2 separate regions of the Zea mays genome follow, and region 2 is linked to region 1. A link is a contact called in public Hi-C data. All regions are on one chromosome and are shown on one strand. Each heading gives the region's core, a stretch centred on a gene start, on an enhancer-like site or on the middle of the called end of the contact. The rest is flanking DNA. Distances are from core to core; before and after follow the strand shown.

Region 1 (7,096 bases), core at 1,993-4,492:
AATAGTCCTGGGCTGGGCCGTGCCATGCCGGCAGGACATGTTCTAAGTTATTACTGCATACTGTCAACAGTAAGCTCTATAATTAATCGTTTCACTCGATCAGAATGTCCACATCGTCGACTTCGCGGGGCCTACGGCGCAGCCATGGCAGTGGCTGAAGCTCCTGCACGACTTCAGCCGTCGCCCAGGCGGGCCGCCGCACCTGCGCCTCACCATCGTCCACGACGACCGGGACCTCCTCGCCGCCATATCGGCGCGGCTGACCGAGGAGGCCGAGGAGCTGGACGTGCCATTCCAGGTGCACCGCGTCGTGGGCAAGATCGAGGCGCTGGACCCCAGCGACCTGCACGGCGTGCTCAGGCTCCGGTCCGGCGAGGCGCGCGCGGTCGCGTGCACGCTGCAGCTGCACCGCCTGCTCGCGGTGGCCGACGACGACGACCACCCGGCGGGCGGCGGCGCCACCCTCAGCGCCGGCCACCGCTCCAGCCGGACGGCGAGCGTCGCCGTCTCGCGGCTGCAGCGGATGGCGTCCACGTCGTGCCCGCCGAGCGACGTCGACGACAGCGGCAGCCCCGCCACGCCGCTGGGCTTCGTCTCCCCGCCGCCGTCCACGCCACCGCCGCCGCAGCAGCAGCGCCAGACGCCGCCGGCGCTGGCGAGCTTCCTGGCGGCGGTGGCGCGCGCGCTGGCGCCCGCGGTGGTGGTGGTCACGGAGCAGGAGGCCGGCCACGGCGGCGTCTCCTTCCGCGAGCGCTTCGGCGAGGCGCTGGGGTACTACGCCGCCGTGTACGACTGCCTGGACGCGGCCGCCGAGGCGTACCGCAGGCCCGCCGCCGAGCGGGCGGAGGTGGAGCGCGCGGTGCTGGGCGAGGAGATCCGGGACGTGCTGCTGCGGGCCGGCGCGCATGGAGCTGGGCGGGTTCAGGAGCGTGGCGCTGAGCTACGGCGCGATGAGGGCGGGGAACGACGTGCTGGACAGGTGCGGCCTCAGCGGGTGCGCGGCGACGGAGAGCAGGGAGCAGGGCGGCTGCCTGCTCTTGTGCTGGAGCTCGTGGCCACTCTACTCGGTGTCGGCGTGGCGGCCGGACGCATCAGGCTCGTCGGGAGCTGATGACAGCGCCGAGCCAAGCAGCGATGGGGCCTCCTACGCGACGTAGTTTTGAGGAGAGATGCTGGTGTGCTGATCCATGTCGATTCAGTCGAGGGACATTGGAGCTGTGATTAAAATAGGTGTGGCGGCCGGACACAGGCATGGTGTCATGGAGATGATGATGGGTGGGTGGAACAAGATTACAAGGGTGTTTGACAACACGAACGGACAAAGACCCTAGTATTTGCAGGCTTATTCAAGCGATAGTATGTATGATTCAATTTTCCACGAAGTTCGTTTGAAAATGGGAACAACTCAAGTGCATATTGAAATTGGTCTTTCGTGGACGGAGTTTTTCTATATAAACAGAATCTGGTAATGACGATGATGTTGAACTCTTTCTTTCTTTCTTTCTTGCTTTGGTATCGTACATCATCACCATGTGTTGTGTTGGCAGGACTTTATGATCCGTTTGAGACAGGACCACCTTTTAAAAAGTGGTCAATTTGAAATTCACCATAAGCAGCTCTCCTACTGAATCTCGGATCCACCGGTGAACTGTTTCGGTACACAATAGCTACTGAACTTGGGATCCGCCAGCGAAGATGATGTGTTGCTCATCGGGCTCGCCGGAGTTGTCCCACGACAGATGCGACGAGTGCGGCGGCGGCGGCATCCCCGGAGCCATATTAGATAGTTTAACATTTCTATATTTTAACATTTTTCCAACCACACTAGAACTCGTATTCTCACATAGTACATATATATATCTTTTCATTGATGCAGCGATATTTTCTAGTAACTACTACATGTCCAGAGAGATGGATTGTTAGAGTGGATTCGGTGTAGATGTCTGTTCTTGCGAGTATATATATACTGAGTCGTGTGAGTCAGTGAGTGTGGTAAACCGGAGGAGGCAGTAGGAGCGGCCACGGCATCTGCACCGGCGCCGCCACGAGCTGTGGCAGCCTGCTGCTCCTGCTCCCACTCCCAGAAGAAGAAGCAGAGGCAGAGCCCCGGGAAGGCCACGGCCGCCACGCGGAGACCGAGTAGAGAGGGCGCCCGCGGCGGCACAGGAGGAGGCAACCTCCGACACCTCTGGTCTCGTACCCCCGCAGCCCGCACCTGCGCAGCGCCGCGTCCGCCTCCATCTTGGCCACGTAGCTGAGCGGCACGCCGGCGAACCCGGCGCCGGCCATGCGCGCGGCCCACTGGTGCAGCCGCTCGTGCCGCTCGCGCCGCTCGGGCCCGTCCCGCGCCAGCACGTCCCGGACCTCCTCCCAGAGCAGGACGCGCTCCACCGCCGCCCGCTCCTCGCCCGCCGCGCCCGCCGCGTCGTCCAGGGCCTCGAACACCGCCGCGTAGTGCTGCAGCGCCTCCTCGAACCGCGCCGCGAGCCCGCCGGCCACGTTGTCGCCGGCGTCCTGCTCCATCACGCACACCACCTTGGGCGACGCCGCGCGCGCCGCCGACAGGAAGCCCGCCAAAGGTGGCAGCAGCGCCGGCCGCGGGACGGCGGTCCACTGCGGGTGCGGCGACGACGACGACGACGCCTGTGCAGCGAACGGCGTCGTCGGGCTGGGGTCGGGGAGGCTCGTCTTGGCGGTCTCCGGGGGGCAGTAGTAGCACGCGACGTCGCCCGGAGGGTAGCATGAGCACGACGACGCCGCTCTTGGGCCAACACTCGGTCCGGTTCCAACAGCCGCGGCGGCCAGCTGCTGCTGGGTGTCGGTGTCGTCAACCGCGAGGAGGCGGTGCATCTGGAGGGCGCAGCTGAAGGCGCGCGCGTCGCCGGACCGCATGGCGAGGGCGTGGTGCAGGTCGCCGAGGTCCAGGGTCTCGAGCCGGCCCAGGACGGGGTGGAACGAGAACGCCATGTCCAGCGCCTCGGCTTCCCTGCGGAGCAGCGCCGCCGTGTGGGCCAGGAAGGCCTCGTCGTCGTGGACCATGGTGATACGGAGCTGCGGCGCCCCGCCCGGGCGGCCGTGGAAGGCGCGCATGAGCTTGAGCCATTGCCAGGGGTGAGCCGCCGGACCGGACAGGTCGATTACGTGCACGAACTGTGATCAAAGCAACGAAGCGAAATAGATGAAACATGGAGGGGAAAATGTAAATTTACTATTCATAAAATGAACATCCTTCTTGTTTTTTTAATAGATCGTGAATATTTTCGGGCCTAGTAACTCTAACGACCATTGCTATGGTGCAGGTGCGTGAAAGAGGCGAGGTTGGCGCGGAGATAGGGAACGCGACAAGGGCTACGTAATTTTGGCTATTCCTCCGTTGTCATTTATAATTTGTTTGAATGTTTACACTAAATTTTAAAAATATAATTATATTTAACTTTAATGTGACACCTCCATCTCAAAATATCAATCATTTTAACTCTTAATTTGTATGTCTATGTTTAAATGGATGATGATGATGAATACACATATAAAACAAATATTTTAATTATTGTATAAAATAATTAAAATGTAAAATGAATTTTATTTTAGGATGCAGGGAGTATTATTTATAATATACTTTAAAATATATTTTAAGTGTGACTTTAATTTTTTTTATTTTTTAATAAGATATGTTTGTAAACTTGATAAAAAGTGTAATATTACAACTCGCTAGCTGAAGGAGAACGAGCGACCGAATAAGCTATAAAAAAGGATCGGTTTGTTCTTTTTTACATATACCTTTCTCGATCTTTCAGCTATATATATAAAGTATAATATTTATTTTTATCAGTTTGATATCTGATATATGAACCATATATTCACTTTAATTTAAATTTATTTTTTATCGGTATATCAAATACGGTTTTTCGTCGTCGCAGTACACATGTCCATTGTACTAGTTTAACTCTAGTTGAGACTAATAACCTGAATTGAAGGTCGTTTCTCTGCCGGTGAAATATAGGTTGTATTTTAAATTTGCAAGAGGAGCTAGTTTTCTAACTCCAATTCCAGCGTACGGGTTCCTTTGGCCATATATATAGCACGAAAATTGTCTGCATCAAATCGTTACCGGGATTGAAAAAGAAACACATTTTAATCAGTCTGAAACGGACGACAGAATGCTTGGGAGAATCGGAATTCTGAAGTACAGTATATCGTATGACCTTTTCGTTCTCCATGGCGTCTAGGATGGCTCGGTTGATGGCGACGAAGGCCACCCTGAGCGCGGGCAGGAGCTTAAAGAAGGCGCAGCGGGCCGCGCGGACGGACTGGCGGTCGAAGTAGTCGCCGCACGAGTCGATGAGCGCGCCGCTGATGCCCCTGCCGGTGAAGCTGCCGATGAGGCGGCGCACCAGGCCGTCCGCCATGATCCTGGCCAGCCGCTGCGGCGGCCCGTCGCCCAGGGAGGCGAGCGCCGACACGCGCGCGAAGCAGCGGTTGGCGCCGCCGTCGAAGCGGCCGGCCGCGACGTGGGCCACGCACTCGCGCAGGGCCGCGGCCAGCTCGGCGTCGGCGTGGGACTGGGACGACTGGGGCTGGGACTGGGAGGCGTCGGCGGCGTGCATGGCTGCGCCGCCTACGGACGAGCGAGCAAAGGGGCAAAGGGCCAGTGAAGGCCTTGGAGGCTAGTGGGTGTCTGAGTTGTGAACTTGGGATCAGGCCTCTCCCGTTGTCGGCCGCGCGCCATTTATAGACGACTCCACTCGAGTACTACAAGGTCTGTAAAGCGTTTTCAATAATTTTTTTTTAAAAAAAAACTCTCACCGGTTTCAGTTTCCCGACAAAAAAAGCTAAAACCTAGAAAAACCGCACAGTTTGACATTTTAAACTTAAAAATTCAAAAAACGGTTACCAACCGGCGAAACTGTCCCACAGAAACCACCAAACTCTACCAAGAAACCAGTTTTCGTTGTTTTTCAAAAAAAACCAACCGGTTTATATTTTCAAATTCAAATAAAATGTTTTTGAAGATTTCTCGGCGAGAAACCGGTATTTTTTTTACCTTTTTTGTGTTTTAATAAAAAACACGAATTAATTTTAAAAATAAAATGAGATATACCAAAAGAATAGTTTTTTTATTATACTCTCTCCATCTACAAATATTTGTCGCTATAGTATTCATGCGGGTCAAACTTTCTTATGTTTAACTAGATTTATAGAATATATAGCCATTTGTATCTTCGAATATTTTATATATCCAAATATCTATCGAATGATACTAATTTTATATTATAAGTATTAAAGTTAAAATTGATTAACTCCCGGAAATAATCAATATTTATGGACGGATGAAGTAATTTTTTTAAATTTATAAAAAAACATTTATGAATTTTAAATAAAATAAATAAATAGCTCAAAACTATTCTGGGCCAGTCCGGTTTCAATAAACCGGACGGTTTACTGGGGTTTCCCGCCGATTTTGTTAACCCTCCTCCCCTCACATGGTCTGGTGCATGACAGTATGACACTTACACCATCTACATGAGTAACCATAACTACTCTCTTTCAAAATAGTTATCGTTATTAGCAATATTTATATTTAAATGTTAATATAGAATTTAAAATTATGTATAATAATAATTTTAAACGTGCACTATGAATATATATATATATATATATGTTTAATTTGAAAACAATTTATTTAAAAAAGGGCATAATAATAATAACTATTTTAGAAAACATGGACGACAATTATTTTAAGGACATATATAGTGGAGAGACATTAAAACGGTTCTTCAAGCATAAGAGATAATTAAAAGACTATATTTACAATTGAGTGTCTATAAATGTAGTCTATTAATAAATATAGAAGTAAATGTGTTTGTACACCATCGGATCGATAGAACAGACGACGAATTCATACAGTGAAAAGTAAAAAGTCTGTTGCTACTTGGTTACGCGAGCCAGAGACGTCTTTTAACAGAGAGACGTCTTCAAAAAAAATTATAAATACCCTCGTTGGACACCTTAAAAACCATCTATATTAAACATTATACTCCATACATGCCCTAAGATGAAAAGAGTAGGATGTGGAGGAGTCCACAAGGGCTGTTCATGGATGCATGCATGGGCGCCATTCGGGATGCTCTAACTTGAGGCTAAGGAGGCATTACAAAACTAACTTTAGACGGAGAAAAAAATTAGACAAACTATGAAAAGTTAGGGGCGATACAAACACGCCGGTAACTTAAGTCTTTAAAAACTAGTTTGGTAACCATATTTTTTAAGAGATTTCTATTAAGTAAATCTGTTTTTATTTAAGAAGAACTTCTTAATTGGGTAGTGGTGACATATTGAGAGCATGAAGGATGGCGATGTCTGGCTTTGGCATCTTGGAAGGGGCCGGCCGACGGCTGAGCACTAGTATATCCGTTTGGTGAGCTTCGGATGTTCCCTTTGGTACATTCGGATCCACTTCGGTGGACACGACAATGGACAAAGCTAGCTTTGGATGAGTCTCCATAGTCTATGGACGACTGCTGCTTGGCGTTTCCGGAGCTTCTTGTAAGCTTCAGCAAAGAAAATACCCACGCTTAGGTTTAAATGAACATGATTGTACTTAGGTGTTGACGTACAAGTGAATTACCAGCCCCTTTCCTGTGTCACTGTTAGTTTTCGGTTTCAGTTCATCGGTGCATATGACTCAGGTCATGTTTGTTCTGGATTATAAAAGTTAGATTATAGTGACAGGGTATAAAAGTAAAATATCACTTTGTGGTCATAAATTTAGATAATGAGATCTACCTTATATATAGTTCATGGAATCACTCTAGCATGCATCTAGGGCTGGATATCGTGGCTCGAGATAGCTCGTTAAGGTAATGAGCTAGCTCAACTCGATTCGTTAAACAATTGAGTCAGAAAATCAGCTCGGCTTGACTCGTTTGCGAGCTCGAGATGAATCCACAACAAAAAAATAACATTTATGTATATATACAATAATATAATCAATTGCTAGTTAATTTCATACTAATTTAACACTAGAAAAGAATAATAATGCTCATAATTTTATATATCACATCATTTAAAATCAAAATTAATATAGTTTATCACTTAG
Region 2 (7,096 bases), core at 2,324-4,823, 280 kb before region 1:
TGTACCTCTACCAGCTTAGATCTCACTGCATGCCTTCCACTGGACAACAAGAAAAGAGAAAAAAGATAGCACATTACTATGGATGATGATATTCTACAATCCGACTTATTTTATCATTTTATTTATGACTGTCCAATTGTATTTTACCATGAAATATCTAATTCAGCTAAGCTAGAAGTGTAGGAAACTATAACAAGCCAACAATCCTAGAAGCATAACCATGATAAATAGAGTAATGGAACACCAAACAATTGCCACATTAAGGGATAGTTTGGCATCCCCATTTTTCCATGGGATTTTCAATTTCCCAAGGGAAAATGAACTAATTTCCCTTAGGAAAATGAAAAACTCTTGGGAAAATGAGGTTCCCAAACTAACCCTAAACGATCAAGGTTTCAAGTTTAAGAATATAGCACTAGGGCTAGAAAAAAAAACACGAGGCTCGCGAGCTGGCTTGAGCTAGCCGAGCCTATTTTCGAGCTCGTTGGAGCAGCGAGCCAAGCCGAGCTGGCTCGTTTTGGCTCACGAGCTATGCCAAATTAATTAATCTGCAGAAAAATAATGAATATTGGATAATTCTATAGATAATAGGCTCGTTTCTTACCTTTTGATGATGAATATATGACAATTCATTATTTAAATTACTCATAATATTGAATGGTGATTTTTATATTTCACATTGATATATTTTAATTTATTTTATAATACAATAATATTTACCAGGCCACCAGGGTATGACTCGCGGAGCCCACTTCGAGCCGAACCGAGCCTCATTCTTGAGCTCGTGCAATGGACGAGCCAAGCTGAGCTCGATCAACCATCGAGTCGCACCGAGCCGAGCTCGGCTCGGCTCGTTTCCAACCCTATATAGCATATCATTGCATAATTATTGAATCAGAGGCCATATGCCTATGACATGACTTAAGTGTAATGATTTACATCATTACCCTACTACCAATACTTTTGTGACACTACCAATAGGAACGTCGCCAACAGTTAATACCTATTTTGTAGCCAAATACATAGCATTCAAATCTAACATATATGGCTCTTTAGTTAGAGGATGCATACCATCAAACAAAAGTAAAAAGTAGAAAGTTGGTAAGAGAAATCTAATTGAGAGACATCACAGTAGAATATTGGAGAAAATGAAGTCAAAGTCAAGAGGGTATGGGTAGGTTGCATAATACCTGAGTTTCCCAAGAACAATACCAAATTCATTTGCACGTGCTAAACCAATATCATCAGGCGATATTATTTCATATGTTCCTTTATATTTAAGCATCCCATCCTGTAAAAAATATGATAAAGCAAAAGAAAAGTGAACATGAATAACTATTCCAATCTATAACCAACACAGTTTATAATTATCATACATCATTGAGATCAACAGTTAGACAGTTATATATATGATGCAAGGTGAAGCCATGATTGATCCATCACAAAGCAAAGGTGAAAATAATCATCTAAAAGTTGAGAAAAAATTACCAAAGAAGCGAAAAGGATCAATGCTAAGGATTTCGAAACAACCAACCCACCACAACTGCAATCCCAAAAGGTTCATGGCAGCAAAGAGGCTGAATATGTTTACCTGATGAATTCCACTTTCATGGGCAAAGGCATTGGCACCAACAATAGCTTTATGTGGTTGTACATGAAGTCCACTGTGCTCTTGTACCTAGAATAATTAGAGCATTTGCGCCAGAAATTTCAGTCATCTGAAAAATTCAAACGAGGTAGAAAAAGGAAACAAACAAGGACAATCATTGTACCATTTTGCTTGTCAAAGTAATATGTTGGGAATTTATTCCCGTATATAGACCATCTAAGAGCTCCCCACGACATTTAATTGCCATGACAACCTGAACAGGAGATCAGAAATATTAGGCATGCAAAAACACTCTATCAAGTATCAAGTCAATTCAGATTCCTTTCGAAAATCCATCATAAATTACTTCATAAGGTATATCATCATATAATATGGCAAGTACATGAGCTCACCTCTTCCAATGAAGCATTTCCAGCCCTTTCACCAATACCATTAATAGTCACCTCTAACTGTCGTGCTCCTGCATGAGCACCCTAAAGTGTAAGTCAAATTAGTAACCCGGTTAAAGATTAAACCAATGATAATAAAATAGAATCAAATAAGGAGAAGGTATGTACCGCTAATGTGTTGGCAGTTGCAAGGCCAAGGTCATTCTGGCAATGAGTGGAAATAATGGCATTTTCAATTCCAGGAGTGTTTTCCTTTATGTCAGAAATTAACTTCCCAAATTCATAAGGAAGAGTGTATCCGACAGTATCTGGGATATTAAGAGTGGTTGCCCCAGCTTTTATGACTTCCTCCAGTATATGGTACAGGAATTCTCGATTTGACCTGGATGGTAATTGGGAAACTGAAATCTATCAGGCCGCAGCCTTAAGCGCATCAGGGGAAAACAGATCCTTTGTCTGTGAATTAGTACAAAGGTTTAAGGGCATCCTAGGATGATCTAACATTTTGCATTCCATTTGCGCAAGTAAACCGGCCAGACCAAACAAGATAAAACTGCAATAAAAATATTCTGTTCTGTAACTCTCATTTTCCTTTCTGTATTTACCCTTCTGTATCTACACCCCCTCTTGTTTCCTCAAGCAATAAAAATACTGTAGGCCCCCCTACAATAACTTCTACTTCAGAAAAAAAAAACAAGATAAAACTGCAAAGAGATGCACCTGCCGGCATCCTCAGGGCTGAACTCGACATCGGCGCACCCAAGGCTGCGTGCGTACGCCACCATCTCCCTGGCAACGGCGACGACCTGGTCGGGCGTCTTCCTGAGCTTGTGCTGCATGTGGATCTCGCTGGTGGCGATGAAGGTGTGGATCCTGGGCCTCCGCGCGTGCCTGACGGCCTCCCACGCGGCGTCGATGTCCCTCCTGTTGCAGCGCGAGAGGCCGCAGATGACGGGCACGTGGGCGCCCCCGTCGTCCCCCGGCGGCGGGTTGCCGACCTCGATGGCGATGGAGCGCACGGCGTCGAGGTCGTCGGGGGAGGAGGCCGGGAACCCGGCCTCGATGACGTCGACGCCGAGGCGGGCCAGCTGGCGCGCGACGACGAGCTTCTCGGCGCTCGTCATGGTGGCGCCCGGCGACTGCTCCCCGTCGCGGAGCGTGGTGTCGAAGATGCGCACGTAGTTGGGGTCGTCGATGCGGTTCGGCACGTACTCGGGCCGCCGCCGGGGAGGCTGCGGCTGCGCCCGGGTGCGCTGGGCCAGCGCGCGGAGGCGGACGGTGCTGGAGGACGCGTTGCCGGCGGCGGAGAGGCCATAGGCTGAGTGCCGGGCGCGGGGGGATACGGCGGCGGCGCGGACGGAGATGCAGGGGGACGGGCCGGACGGCGAGCGGTGGGCGGCGGGGGTGGGCGGTTTGGCGGTGGTGGAGCAGTAGGGTTTAGCGTTGAAGGCCATGGTTGGTGGTCGTCGGGGTTTAGGAAGGGGTGGTCGCGCGGCGGCGCTGGCGGGGATCTTGTGTTAAAGTCAGTGGATGCGCGAAATGTGTATGTGAGTGATCTGGAAAAGGAGAGGAGTCCGACGACATGTCAGTCACAGTCAGTCAGCAGGGAATGGAGAATATATCCGGATCCGGACGGGTGGTGGTTTCGTAGGCGCCACGGAGCGGAGCTGGCTGACACGAGCACGGCGGCTGCGGTGAGGAAGAGGAAGACAAAAATGTTGGAAATTACTGGTGCTTAGGATCGTTTCCTAAGTCCCTAGAATACCAATCCGTGTCTAAAATACCTCGATGATGAGTAGATCTATTCTACTGAGGGGTATAGTTTAACATACTGTCGTTGTTGTTCCTAGCCATCATTGCGGCGGCGTCTTGCAGCGAAGACCCGCCTCCTCCTTCTTGTCGATCTCCCTGCTGGTGTCGAGGAGATTGGTTTCCGTCGTTGATCGGCGGTGGATCAGCTCCTCCAATGTTGCCTGCAGGGGGAATCTCAGATCCTGATGGGATAACGGGGATCTGAGACATAGTCACAGCGATTCCAGTCACTCCGAGCGCCTAGGGGATCGGTTCCTCTCAAAGTGTCGATTAGGGTTTGTGGTCGAGCGATTAGCGTTAGCTAAACCCGTCGGCCCCCTTAATCTATTTATATGGCGTCGTGTGACCGGGGGCTGCAACCAACGGTTAGGATAGCCCCCCCGATCAGGGGCGCGGTTAGACGGTTAGGATTAACCCTACCCCGGTTACTGTTAACCGGCTAGTGTAGAGGACACATCCTAACAATCTCCCCTTTGTTCTCTACATATCTCACACTCAAACTTTTATTAATTCCGTCCTTTAACAAGTTTACACATAGAGACCAATGTGTGACAATGATCTATTAAGTATCACCGCACTCATTGACTACAACATGCTCCCCTGCTTCAGAACGAAAGATTTTACTAGGTTGCAATCTGTAGCCCCTGTGATTCTAGATCATAGGTACTCCCTTAATCCCATGCCGGCTGCGTGCTTACTAAACACGCTGGGTGGAAGACCTTTTGTGAGCGGATCCGCAAGCATCTGATGGGTTCTTATATGCTCAACTTGAATGGTGTGATCCAGAATCTTCTCCTTAACAATATAACACTTAATGTCAATGTACTTGGCAGAGCCACTTGACTTATTGTTATGGGAGAAAAATACCGCTGGCTCGTTGTCGCAGTAAATTCTCAGTGGTCGCTCTATGCTATCAACCACTCTTAATCCGGGTACGAATTTCTTTATCCATATCGCCTGTCCAGTTGCCTCATACGTAGCTACAAACTTAGCGTGCATTGTCGACGATGCTCTCGCTGTCTGTTTGCAGCTCTTCCAAGAAATAGCTCCCCCAGAAAGCATAAAGACATACCCTGAAGTGGACTTCAGTGTATCTCTACACCCTCCCCAGTCGGCATCTGCATAGCCAACTATTTGTAGGGAATTAGATCTTCTGTACGTAAGCATGAGACCTTTAGTACCTTGAAGGTACCTTAGAGCCTTCTTGACTGCTTTCCAGTGTTCTATGCCTGGATTCTTCTGATAGCGTCCAAGCATCCCGGTGGTAAAAGCTAAGTCAGGGCGAGTACATACTTGAGCATACATAATGCTTCCGATAGCTGAAGCATATGGTGCTGACTTCATCTTGTTTTTCTCATACTGATTCTTGGGACACTGATATTCCCCAAACTTATCACCCTTAACTATTGGACCAGGCGAGGCATTACACTTGTGCATATTATACCTCTTTAGTACATTTTCTATATATGACTTCTGTGAGAGTCCTAATACTCCCTTTTGTCTGTCTCTGTGAATTTCTATTCCAAGAACATAAGAGGCTTCTCCCATGTCTTTCATATCAAAATTCGAGGAAAGAAACCCTTTTGTTTCCGCTAGTAGATCCTTATCACTACTAGCTAAGAGTATGTCATCGACATACAGAACAAGGAAGATATACTTTCCTTTTCTAAATTTTGCATAAATGCAATTGTCTTCCTTGTTTTCCTCGAAACCAAACTTTCTTATAGTCTGATCAAACTTGATGTACCACTGTCTGGAGGCCTGTTTTAATCCATAAATGGACCTCCTCAAGTGACATCCCATGTGTTCTTTACCGCTCACAACAAAACCCTTTGGTTGTGCCATGAACACGTTTTCTTCTAACTCTCCATTTAGGAATGCTGTCTTTACATCCATCTGATGGAGCTCTAGATCAAAATGAGCAACTAGTGCCATTATAATCCTGAATGAATCTTTTGTTGAGACAGGTGAGAAGGTTTCATGGTAGTCAATGCCTTCTCTCTGTGTGAACCCTTTGGCCACAAGTCTAGCCTTGTATCTTTCTATGTTCCCTCTGGAGTCACGCTTTGTCTTGTAGACCCATTTACAGCCTACTGTTTTGGCTCCATGGGGAATGACTTCTAAGTCCCAAACTTTGTTCATTCTCATGGATTCTAATTCATCTTCCATGGCTGATAACCATTTGGATGAATTTGCACTTCTCATAGCAGCTTCATATGTAGTGGGATCACCTTCTGTATCAATGTCCTCACTCATATGAATCTCATCACATTCTATGTTTTCTGCTGCATAGGTTTCATAGTCATCAGGAATCGCAGATTTTCTGAGTCTCTGTGACCTCCTGAGACTTGGTTCTGGTTCTGGGTCAGATTCTACCTGGGGCTCCTGCAATGGTGCGTCACTTGGCGCAACACTATCATCATCTTCTGAACTGTCCTGTGCAACTGGCTCAGGGCCAATATGCGCAGAAGGTGAAGCTACTTGCTCTGTAGTAGTTGCACTAGATGATGCCACATTTGCAGCAGGGGTTTCACCCACAGTCGGAGTGACTGTTGGTGGAACCACAGTGGGTATCGAGAAGTATGGTTCTTCAACCATCGGAAACGGGACATACATCCTCTTTTCCTGAAGGTCAACCTCTCTGAGTACCTTACTCCCCTTGATCATGTCATCCTCTAAGAAAATGGCATGTCTGGTTTCTATGAACTTGGTTTGTCTGTTAGGGCAGTAGAATCTGTAACCCTTCGATCTGTCAGGGTAGCCAATAAAATGGCAGCTAGTGGTTCTCTCATCTAGCTTTCCCTGTCCAGGATTAAATATTCTAGCTTCTGCTGGACAACCCCATATATGGAAGTAGTTGAGCGTGGGTTTTCTGCCAGTCCACAACTCATATGGAGTTCTAGCCACTGATTTACTAGGAACTCTGTTGAGTATATGCATAGCGGTTTTTAAAGCCTCCATCCATAGACCCAATGGCAGGTTAGAGTAACTTAGCATACTCCTTACCATATCCATTAGCGTTCTGTTACGCCTTTCGGCAACCCCATTCTGTTGTGGTTCGCCAGGTGTTGAATATTGAGCAACAATATCGTTTTCTCTTAGGAACCTCGCGAAAGGTCCTGGGACCTGGCCATACTCGGTATGGCGCCCATAGTACTCCCCCCCACGATCTGATCGAACAATCTTTATCTTCAAATCGTGTTGATTCTCTACTTCAGCCTTGAACTGTTTAAACTTGTCTAAAGCTTCTGATCTTTCCTTAATAGGATAAATATAACCGTAGCGA

What was found. A called contact is a pair of places that touch in the nucleus more often than the background predicts.
Region 2: a contact with region 1 is called in a Hi-C map of leaf mesophyll, with 2.2 times the contacts expected there. The contact joins the promoter of LOC100280189 here to the promoter of LOC100501406 in region 1. A contact is called at or near these places in 2 of 25 Hi-C or Micro-C datasets (ear and leaf mesophyll).

The regions. Positions count from the first base shown.
Region 1 is chr4:192,443,780-192,450,875 of Zm-B73-REFERENCE-NAM-5.0, reverse strand. It overlaps LOC100501406, which reads right to left and starts at 3,242. Exons shown (of 1, transcript NM_001196131.1): 1 at 1,905-3,242. The coding sequence starts at 3,090. The coding sequence ends at 1,981.
Region 2 is chr4:192,724,741-192,731,836 of Zm-B73-REFERENCE-NAM-5.0, reverse strand. LOC100280189 reads right to left here and starts at 3,573. Exons shown (of 12, transcript NM_001153121.1): 1 at 2,719-3,573; 2 at 2,167-2,380; 3 at 2,002-2,082; 4 at 1,773-1,862; 5 at 1,592-1,678; 6 at 1,191-1,291; 7 at 6-39. The coding sequence starts at 3,452.